Linked DNA regions of Mus musculus: regions 1 and 2 are each linked to region 3. The links are chromatin contacts, called in public HiCAR-type and promoter capture Hi-C maps. All regions are on one chromosome and are shown on one strand. The core of a region is the stretch at or near the end of the contact, and the rest is flanking DNA. Distances in the headings are between cores, read along the strand shown.

Region 1 (3,557 bases), core at 941-3,440, 630 kb after region 3:
GGATCTGCAAAGTCCGGGGTGTGTGTGTGTGTGTGTGTGTGTGTGTGTGTGTGTGTGAGCACATAGCCAGAGGCAGCACAGCCCAATCCCAGACCCAGCACTGTGCCTGTCAGAGTGTTCCAGAGCAGGGACATTGCAACAAACCAGACGGACAGACCTCTAAGAAGACTCTGACTTTAGGGAGCAGAGAACAAACAGTGAAACCTAGGGAGGAGACACACCAAGACAAGCAAGGAGTGAGTCAGGAGGGATGCTGCTCATTAGATAAGGGACGCCAGCCAGCAAGCCACTTGCATACGAACTCCTCCCCCTCCCCCCCCCAGGGTCACAAGTGGCCTCCACTCACTTGGTCTATGTGACCCTGAACCCTGAGCTCTGAAAGGGCTCCTTGTGTGGCGTATCTCCCCATCTCTGGCACAGTGCAGTCCTTGCTGTAGGCAAGAGGTTGACATGTCACTCAAGACACTTGATTTACTATCTAGAACATTTGGAGACCCCAGCTGGCCTCCCAGTGAAGGCAGGCAGGTTGGAGGTGGAGTGGGAATGCCGGACTGAGTCCCAGGGCAGGTCCCTCCCCCACAGTTGGCTTCTTGAGGAGTATCCTTTTTGAAGTACAAGCTCAGCTCCTGGGCTCTGGAGGCCCTGGGCGGTGTGACACGGATGACAGAAATCACTGGTGTCAGCCATGATGTACCAGATGCCAGCTAGCATGCTGTCGCCTATCACATTCACCCTCTGGGAAATGACTTAGTAACATCTCATTTTACAGACATGGAAAAGGGATAGCGTTTGATCAAAGTGATTGACTTAGCAAGCAGAGACATGGATCCTATGAGCCTGAGACCAGACTTATCCTTGCTGTAAACACACCTGTCAAGGCAGAGTGTGTGTTTAAGGTTAGGGTTAGGGTTAGGGTTAGGCTACCAACAGGGCTGATGTGGCAGAACAAGGTGAGAGGTTGTACCAGATCGTGAAGGCAGCTAAGATCTGAGCGCTAGAGAAGAGACAGTATAGGGCGGGGGGGCACACTACTGGTAGTCAGGGAAGACTTTCTGGAGGAGAGGGAAGCTATGCGGTGCCCTGAAGCACGGTACGCTGTGAGTATCCTGACTTGTGCTCAGGAGCAGAGCTGAGGCCAGTGTCCTGTCTGTCAGGCAGGAGAGAGGGGAAGGAAGTCCTTCCATCATTGTGCTCGGCACTCAAGGAAAGCGACCAATCCCTAACTGAAAAGCCACGGGAGCAGACAGTACTCAGAACTGCCCGATTCATGGCAGTGATCTTTCTTTCAGACTCCCCCAGACCTCGACGCTTCCGATCTACTACTTCTGAACTCCTGCTTTTTTTTTTTTTTTTTTTTTTTTTTGAGACCTACTTGAGATATGCTGCTGTCTGAATGGAAGCTGGTTTTCACTCTGAGCACTCAGGGCAAGTAACCACAACAAAACGGGATGGACTGCCTGCTCTGAGCCTGCTCTTCCAGCTAGATAAAAGGGTGGCGCAAGGAGCACAGGGAAGCGGTAGATGTACCGGCGGCACCGGCGATGCCGCCTCCTGGGCCCAGTGCCCAGGCCTCAACTGAACTTCAAAAGGAACAAGTCCAGGGGCCGGACTGGAAGTTCATATAGAATTCAGGCCCCTTGCGATCGGCTCGGTAACGCCACTGTTCTGGCTTTCGAAACTGGGGCTCGGCGGGCGACTCCATGACCTTGGGCAGCGCACCATTCCACTCCTAGCCTCAGTTTCTCCGGCTGCTAACTGAAAGAGATTTTTCTCGGATTCTAGGAATCTGAGAACTCAGGGACCCCGGAGGTGACCCGTTTCGGTCAGGTGCAATGTAAAAATTGTCCATTGGGGCTGGCCCTGGCACGGCGCTCCGGCCACTTGGGGATCAGGGTCCGAGTGGCTGTGGGGAGTCTTACCTGGCGGCTGAGACAGTCCCCGCGGGCCGTGCGCAGCAGTCGGGCGTCCGGAACCGGATGGGACAAGGCTAAGGCCCAGAGCGGTGGAGCACAGGAGGTGGCGGTTCCCAGGAGCCAAGGGGCCAGGGGCCGCAGCCGGGTGCTCACTCTTCCTGCCGGGCCAAGCAGCGTCAACAGCCCGGCCATGGCGCGCCGCGAGCGCAGCTCCAGTGTGCCCACTCGGGAATCAGCTCCAACACAGCGCGGTGGGCGGGGCCGAGACCGGGGCCTCGAGCTCCACCCCCCGACAGGCCCCGCCCCAACACCTTTAGGGCCCGCCCCCGGAGCGGAGCTGAGCGTGGGATAGGCGGGGCTCTATAGCGGAGCGCAGGTTTTGGGCTCCACCCAACAGCTCCGCCCTCCGCAGAAGCAGCCTATCCATGAGTGGGTGGGGCATCTGGAGACGCTCGCTCTCTTTTGTTCCCGCCCCTCAGCCCCGCTTCCTTGGCTAAGTTCCGCCTCCTGAAGCGGAGTGGGCGGGGCTGGGGACCTGCCAAGTCTATCAGCCTAGTTCTCAGGACCTCAGGCCAGTTCTTTGTGGAATGCATTTTCTCAGAACTTTCCAGGATTTTGAGTTTCCGGACTGTGGAGCGCGGCTGGCGGCTGTTTCAAGCGAGGGCTAATGCATTCTTTGTTTTTCCTCTCAGCCGAATGGGTGAAACCTGGAAGACTGATGCTTACGTGAATGCTTTAAAGAAGAAAGGAACTATAGAGGTTAACTCTCACTTGAAGAAGCCCTCTAAATGAGCCTACTATATCGCGGCTGTGAACATGAAAGCAGCCACTGTGGAGAAAAGTTTTGTACTTTCACAGATAGTTAAAAGTACACAAACCAGGTTGGTCAGCAACTCCGCTCCCATAGTGTCTCAAGAGAAGCAAAGACTCACATTTCTGTCGGACTAAAATCTGACAAGAGGGCACTCTCTCTTACCTGGTGACTATGCACTGCCTGGGGACTTGGGCCCACAGGAAGGCGTTGCTGGCATTAGATGTGGCCCCTCTACCTTGGACCTCTAGGCCCATGAGCCAAAATTAACCCTTCTGTTCTTATAACTTAAAGAAATAATAGTAAACTGTTATCTTGACATGGTGGTGCAGATCTGTAACTCAAGCACCCAGGAGGCTGAGACAGAAGGATTAAGAGTTCAAGGCCAGCCTCGACCCCAGGAGAACCTGTCCTACACACATGCTCAGAAGACAGCAATACTCATAGCAGGGCAGTCCAGATATCTGTCAGCTGGAGAATGGAACTTCCATCTGTGGATCACTTGCTATCCAAGCTGAGTTCCACCCTGGGGCCCAGGCAAGGTGGGGGTGGGGGCTGGGAGGTGGGGGGAGAGAGCCACAGTCTCCACAAAGTGCTCCTCTGGCCTGTACACATGCTCCCTCCCATGCAATAATAATAAAAAAATTTTTTTAAAGTAAGGCGTGAACACCTTCATCCTAGGGACAAGTCTCAGGACTGCTTTGCCAAATGGAAAATTCCAGCCACAAACACAACATGCAGGAGGATTTCATCTTCAGAGAATGCAAAGTTCACAGGCAAAATTCTGGACCCCCCCCCCCAAAAAGGTCAGCGGCTATCTAGGATTGTGAGTG
Region 2 (3,467 bases), core at 174-2,673, 570 kb after region 3:
ACCACAAACACAGGGACTTTCCTATTGAGAACTGGCACTCCTGCAGCTCCGACTACCCTTTCCATATGTTAACACATCTTCCTCCAGATGGTCAGCAAACATTTACCTAATGCTGCTGTCACGTGGCACTGACCCTGCCCCCTCCCCGCCCCCAACCATCCTTCAGTGCCTAGGCACTCTTGGGGTCCAGAAGCTTCCAGGCCCTCTGTGGTTTTCTATCTCCCATACTTCCCCACCAGCCTTCCATGGTCTCTCTGGCTGAGGATTTCGGTCCTGCCCACGCTCTCCCCTCCACCCCCAAACACACCAGCAGCTTTTCACCCATTGAAATTCCACGCTTCTAGACTCTTCATGAATGCCACTTCCTGAGAAAAAGTGTTCTTTGATGCCACCCTGCAAACCAAACTGGTTCTTCTAGCCTGTTTAGGATCTTCCCATGTCTGTCTCTAACTCACAGAGGACAACCATCCCTCTGACTGTCTCCCACGAGAGCAGGGTTCACACCCTCCTCCCTCTCAGCTGTGTCCCCCGGGGCCCACATTAGCCCTTGGTTGGTTTCATGATGGACAGGGCAGAGCCACACGCTGCTGGGGCTGTTGAGTCTCTAGGAGATAAAAAGTCAGAGCAGGAACACCTAGTTCTGTCTAGAGTGGGAGACAGGCAGTTTCCTGTGACACTGTGGTGGCCCTTTAAGCACAATGTAGAAGGAATGCTCACAGAGCTGGAACCAGATAAATGCTGGAATTGCCCTGGAATGTGGTGTCATTGTTTCACATGGAGGCCTGCAGAAACCAGCTGGGTTGATGTGCTAAAGGGCAGGGTTACAGACTCTTGTTGCGTGTTGACTAAAGGCTCAGACTTGGTAAAGCAACGGGATCCTTTCTAGAGGTTTTGTTTGGCTTTCAAACTTTGCTTCTCTGCCGTCTAGGCTGACCTTAAACTTCTGATCCTCCTGTCTCCACAGAGTTCAGGGACAGTGTGTGAGCCACTACACCTGGCAACTTGTTCTATTTCTGTAGGAGAGTCACAATTTTACCTTGTTGAAAGCTACTTATTAGTAATTCTATTTATTACTTAGGGGTCTGAGGCAGAAGGATTACTGTTAGTTTGAAGCCACCATGGGACACATTGTACGTCCTAGAAGTGGGCTCTGAGGTGAGAAATCCTGTCTCAAAAATAAGAGAGAGGGAGAGAGAGAGGGAGACAGAGAGAGAGGGAGATGGAGAGGGGGAGGGGAGGGGGAGGGAGACAGAGAGGGGGAGGGGGAGAGGGAGAAGGAGAGGGGGAGGGAAGAGAAAATTGCAACTTAACTATTTATTTTGGGAAAATGAAAAGCAAACGCTGGCTTTCACCCTTCACCACTCTTGTGAAATCTACTCAAAGTGCTTTTGAAGGGAGGCTTGCCACTGAAGCGTGCAGCATCTATCTGGTTCCCCGTGAGTGTCACACTGTCCCAGCAGCTGTGGCTTCTTCTGGGGAGGAGGGGCATTTCCAGAGAGCAATGGATCTTTAGGATCATCCAAGCCAGGAAACATCTGCCCCTCAGGGCACCCACAGCTGCGCTGGATCACCAGCAGCTGCCTCATTCCTGAGATACGGTTGGTTGGTTTCCTCCGACTGCCTGCCTGCCTGCCGCCTGGCCACGTCTTGAAAAGCAAAAGTAACCTCTAAGTGTGTCACAGAACGAGTCCCTTCTGTATAGTAGTTCTTTATAAATAGCACAGAGTGCCTTTGGAACATTAAACAGGCAATTATTATGATTCCCCAATTAATAAAACAACTAATTAAGTGTCTAATTAATAATTAACCAATTAATAGCCAAGTGATTAATCAAAGTATGAATTAATTAGATAATTAATTAATTAATTGAAGTACTGGGGATGGAACCTAGGGCTTCACGTCTGCTGGGTAGGCAACAAAAATTCCCCTAGTGTAGGTCACCAAGTTTTAATAAGAGAGACAATTCCGGTTTGTTACACAAGAAGAAGGAATCAGGCAAGGTGGCCCGGTTCCTGTAATGGATTCAAGCTTTAGGAGGTGGAAGCTGGGAGTTCAAGGTCATCCTGGCCTATAGAAAACCTGGTCTCAAAAGGTCAAACCAAACCAAACACTGCAACAGCAACAGCAACAGCAGAAGAGGAGCGAACCCCACGTGGTAATTCTCGGAACAGAGTGAATTATATGGGATGAGACTTGGTTTTTAAGTTGAGTGCTCAGACATTTTACATCACGAACTCCCAGAATATTTCAGATGTGGGCTGTCTTATCTTCATTTTACAGGTAAGAAAATAGAGGATCAGCGAGGTCTAATAACCTGTTCAAAGTCCCTCGGGCTCTTGGGGTTGCTCCCCATCTATCTTTGACTCACATATCCCTTCTTGGTCTCCAGCAAGAATAATATAAGACTTGTGTGTGTGTGTGTGTGTGTGTGTGTGTGTGTGTGTGTGTGTGTGTGTGTCACACACACATCTAAGTCTGTCTAAAAACTGGAATTGCTCACAACTGCATTAGGATACCAGCTAAGCCCCCCGGTGGCTTTGAGGCCCCACGGTCCACCCTCAGGCCTGCTGATCCTGCCCTCATTAATGGTCTTCCAGCCATATTGTTGATTGACATTTCCATAATGCTTCCAGCCCGGGGCTCATCCCTTGCCATTCCACGTACCCAGAACATTCTTTCACCAGATCTCTTCCTGACTAGCTTCCAGTTCAAGGGTCACCTCTTCCAAGGCCACCTCCCTCTATGCAGAGTTGGACTCCCATATAAAGGCCCTATGGGAGGACATAGCGAGGCGAGTCATAGCCAGTGTGTCACGTAGGGAGGGGAGCCAGCACAGCAGCCCCCCATGGTGACAGCAGGCAGTGAGTCATCACTGTGCACCCAGGCTCCTGGCACCACTGTGCTCAGGGCTTTGAAAATAACACATGGAAGCAGTTGACCGCCGCAGCTATGCAACCTGACAGCTGTCCAGCGGTCGTCAAGGATGGCTCGCAAACTATTTTTTAATAGCGTGTTAATTTGGAAACGTTGGCATGGATACTTTAGGGATGATGCAGGACACACGACTGTCTCTGCTTCTTGTGGGTGGGCACACGGGCAGCTAGAGTTCACACATAAAAGGAGAGGTGTTCTTATTTTAAAACTTAGAAACATTTTGTTTTGTGTGCATAGGTGTATGTGCACTTGTGTGTGTGTGTGTGTGTGTATGTGTGTGTGTGTGTGCTTGCATATGAACCACAGCATGCATGTGGAGGTCAGAGGACAACTTGCTGGCGTCAGTTCTTTCTACAATATGGTCTCCAGATAGAACTCAAGCCAACAGGATGCAGCAGGTTTTTCCTTACTGCCCTTTAGCCAGAGTCTTCCCACTGGCCCCAGGGGGTTCTTCTTCATTCTTGCTTTTATGAAAAAAAAAATTAAACAGCTGTCCTGTGCATTCCATCCATCCTGTAGGTTGAGCTATGTGG
Region 3 (3,811 bases), core at 991-3,490:
CCAGCTCGATCTGTTGTCTATTGTGAAGGCAGGCACTTCATTTCTTGCCAAGCTTTTGATTATGTCTTGGATAATATTTTCTATAGCTGTAAGAACCTCAGAACTGAAACAATAAACACAGTAAGATCTAATTTTATACCATGTAACATCTCCCAGATCAATACAAAGACAACCTCCCAATCCCCACCCCAACAGGATTTCTCTGTGGAGCCCTAGATGTCCTGGAACTCATTCTGTAGACCAGGCTGGCCTCAAACTCAAGAGATCTGCCTGCCTCTCTTTCCCAAGTGCTGGAATTAAAGGCATGGACATCTACCACCTGGCACAATTTCTTTATTTCATCATATTTTTGTTGTTTTGTTTTGTCTTGCTTTTGGAGACAAGGTCTCACAAGGTAGCAAAGGCTAACCTGGAACTCACCATGAAGTTCAGAATGGCCTCAAACCCACAATCCTCCCTTGCTTTCCTGGATGGTGGGATTGCAGATGTGGACCACCCCTCCTCGCTTCTGTTTGTCTCTTTAAGCCTTGCAAACACATGTCAGTAACCATCTCTCTTACCAAATTCTTACCTTGGCATGGATTCCAACAACTGTTCTCATAGCGCTTACTTACAAAAAATTAGATTTACCTGTAAATTCCTCTTTCAAAGAACCCTTTTGCATTAATGACGAGCTAATATAACTTACAAATACATTTTTTATTTGCTCACATTAACTTACTTCAATGTCGCTGAACTTCAATACAGACTTGGCTTGAAATACTACTGTAAAAATGTTTTAACTGAGGATGATGTAAGACTAGCTTTGAACTTCCTTCCCAAGAATTCAATGCAGAAACATTAACACACATATACGCTCCTGCAAGTGAGCAAGCGCGCTCGCTCTCACACACATACATACTTTCTTATAGCACATTGCCCTAAAATTGATATCATGACTAAAAATTAACCATCTTAAATTGTAATGATTCAAAAGGAAAAAAATTAATCACTACAAGAAAAGAAAAAAAAATGAATTTTGTACTAAATAGTTCACTTGGCCACAAAAAAATCATGCCTCTTTACCACAAAATATCAAGACTGAACCCAGCTTTCTCCAGCTGGCTGTTAATTTCACAAACCATCAGTTTAAAAAAAATATATATCTCAATCATTTTAAGCAACATTGGCACATTGCCTAAGGAGGAAAGCCAAGCTAAACAAAGAAGATGGGCAAAATGTTGAGTTTTAACAACCACACAATTCTCAACGTTTCTACTGTGTGTATGTGGGGGGGGGGATAGATCAGAAAATGGATTTTAAAACATTTACTATTTTCTAACACAATTTTTTTCAAAGTTTGGAATAGGCTGAGACAAATACTGAAGGTCAAGATATAGTCAGGTGAACCGTAGGAGAGTCTCTGTAGTTGGTTGTGAAGAAATTACTTACAATATGTTCATCTGTTCCCTTCAGGTTAAAAAAAAAAAAGTCTTATTATAAATTACTTAAAATGTGATGATGTCCTTGTTAGTTCTGAGAAATTAATTAGTGGTAGTTCAGAGAGTAAACGCTTTTCACTTTCTCTTTCCTCTTCTATCCCTCACTCCCAAACCTATTTTACACACACACACACACACACACACACACACACACAATTTTTTTTCAACATGGGGTTTCTCTGTCTAACAGCCCTGGCTATTCTGGAACTACTGATTTCAAACTCAGAAACCTGCCTGCCTCAGCCTCCCGGTGCTGAAATTAAAGCCCAGCTTTCATTTAAAACAAAAACAAAAACAAACAAAACAAAACAAGACAAAGCCCCATAAATCCAAAGCAAGTCTCAAGCTCTCTGACTATAAAGGACACTGATAAACCTAGGAACTAAGCCAGAGCGGGGCGCCTGGAACATTCTAGAAAACATCTGGTGTGTACAGGGTCCCGGTCACCACCAGGGAGCACTAGGGAGCACCGACTTCGGGGCTCGGACGTGGCCTCCGACGCTCTCCCCACGGAGGCCACCTCGGCGCCACGAGGAACCTTCCCGGGCTTTCCATGGCCCTGCCGAGCTGCTGTACCTAGAGGCCACGCGGGTGGCCCCGGCAGGGGTCTCCCCTGCGCCTCTCTTCACCATGGCCAACAGGGAAGCCCTGTGCCGATCCAGGGCGTCGAAGAACGAGGCCTCGGGCCCCATAGGCGCGAACGCCATAATGGCGGATGCGGAGCCGCTCTGAGGCCTCCTGCCCCTGCGAACCTTTCCGCGCTCTAGCCACGCGCATGCGCACTGCACCACTGACCGCGGGACAGCCCGCGGAGCAGAGTGCGCAGGCGCAGGGGCCTCTGAGGCGCCCCCCCAACACACACACACACACACACACACACACACACACACACACACACACACACACACACACACTACCCTTCAGGGAGGACATGAAGCTCTCAGATGCAGATCTCTGGGGTCGAGGTTTTCTTGGTCTGATAACTTAGGGGAAATAATACTTGCAAAGCTCTTTTGGGGGGTCATTTGGGGAGGTAATAATTACAACTTTTCACTAGGACGGTCATGGACCTGGGGATAGGTATGGGAGAAGGGAAACATTTCTGCCTGGTTTGGCTTCCTGCCTCTGTACCAGGTCCTCTCCACCTGCCTCCTCCTGTGTGCCGGGATTAAAGGCTTTTTACTGTCCAAAACATGTTTGGGATTTGCTTTTATTAAGAAGATTGTCGTTGGGGAAAGCTCGGCGTTAAGAATTTTAATGCACTTGTAGAGAGCCTAGGTTCATTCATTTCTTAGGACCCCCGCCAGGCAACTCATATCTGCCTAAAACTACACTTCCATGGGACCTCATGCCCTCTGGCCTCTGTGGGTTCCTGCATGCATGTGGTACTCACACATAAAAATATTTTTTTAAAAAAAGTGAATTTTTAAAAATATATAAAAAGTTGTTGCTTATCTGAAAATAGTATTTCCATCCTAAGCCTTAATAGCGTGAATATCACTTCCTCTCCTTGCAGACCTACGGTAAGACATGTCTCGCTTTATTCTCTCTGAGCCTTCTAGAGCAGAAGGTGGGATTTCTGAAGTCCTAGAGGAGCCTTGACTCTTAGAACCGTATCCTTAACAAAGAGAGACTGGGATGAGGTAAAAAACTGACTGGACCAAAGTGGCTTGAATCAAGGTGTATGAGAGATGCTGGGACTGATCCCGTGAGAGCCACCTGACCACAGGCCCCAGTTGATAGTTTTTATTTCTAATAGTCTAGTGGCAGAAATAACAGCCTCCTCTCTGCATGCCCATGCTGAGGCATCCCTTCCCTCTGAGGGACCAGCCACACTTCCCTATACTATTCTGTAGTATAGAATAGAGTTTATTTAGGGCATGGATGGGGAAGGGAGTTGAGAGAAAGGGGGGGTGGGGATAGAGGAGTAGAGGCTGGCTATGAGCACATGGGGGGGAGGAAGGGGGGAGGGAAATGGGGAAAGAGGGGGAAGAGGGGAAGAGAGCAAGGACAGGAGAGCAAGAGAGAGAGAGAGAGAGAGAGGAGGGGGCAAGCAACCCCTTTTATAATGAGTCAGGCCCAGCTGGCTATTGCCAAGTAACTATGGAGTGGAGCCTAGGCTAAAAGCCAACACTGCGTGTGTGTGTGTGTGTGTGTGTGTGTGTGTGTGTGTGTGTGTGTGTGTGTGTGAGACCTGTGTGAAGAGCCTTTCTTTATCATTATCACACTCCTTCCTGTTGCCTCTCATGTGCTATGCAGTGCTGGTTACCAGAGGGATGAGGGAGCTAGGTCTCTGTCCTCAGGAAGCCCTCAGCCCAAGGAGATGCAGC

The links. Promoter capture Hi-C pulls out the DNA fragments that hold promoters and counts their contacts. HiCAR-type assays count read pairs that join an accessible place to other places.
Region 1: a HiCAR-type map of astrocytes shows a contact between it and region 3, with 2.3 times the contacts expected there. The contact joins the promoter of Fam210b here to the promoter of Spo11 in region 3. A contact is called at or near these places in 1 of 39 promoter capture datasets (pre-B cells) and 4 of 115 datasets of contacts at active chromatin or transcription factors (astrocytes, bone marrow-derived macrophages, double positive thymocytes and 1 more).
Region 2: a contact with region 3 is called in a promoter capture Hi-C map of pre-B cells, with 2.7 times the contacts expected there. The contact joins the enhancer-like site here to the promoter of Spo11 in region 3. A contact is called at or near these places in 3 of 39 promoter capture datasets (the 3T3-L1 cell line, cranial neural crest and pre-B cells), 2 of 115 datasets of contacts at active chromatin or transcription factors (double positive thymocytes and embryonic stem cells) and 1 of 9 other capture datasets (liver).

The regions. Positions count from the first base shown.
Region 1 is chr2:172,344,210-172,347,766 of GRCm38.p6, reverse strand. Fam210b (family with sequence similarity 210, member B) reads right to left here and starts at 2,190. Exons shown (of 3, transcript NM_025912.4): 1 at 1,920-2,190. The coding sequence starts at 2,105.
Region 2 is chr2:172,410,712-172,414,178 of GRCm38.p6, reverse strand. The region is part of intron 1 of Cass4 (Cas scaffolding protein family member 4); the gene reads right to left. Among named protein-coding and RNA genes, the nearest start is that of Cass4, 19 kb to the right of the region's middle. Within about 2 kb of position 1,423, at least 79 of the 459 cell types and tissues checked have an H3K27ac peak or open chromatin away from gene starts, as enhancers often do. A contact at or near this core is called in pre-B cells, where this site is marked.
Region 3 is chr2:172,978,271-172,982,081 of GRCm38.p6, reverse strand. Spo11 (SPO11 meiotic protein covalently bound to DSB) reads right to left here and starts at 2,240. Exons shown (of 13, transcript NM_012046.2): 1 at 2,058-2,240; 2 at 1-103. The coding sequence starts at 2,188. It overlaps Gm52538 (a long non-coding RNA gene), which reads left to right and starts at 2,962. Exons shown (of 3, transcript XR_003953974.1): 1 at 2,962-3,004; 2 at 3,741-3,811.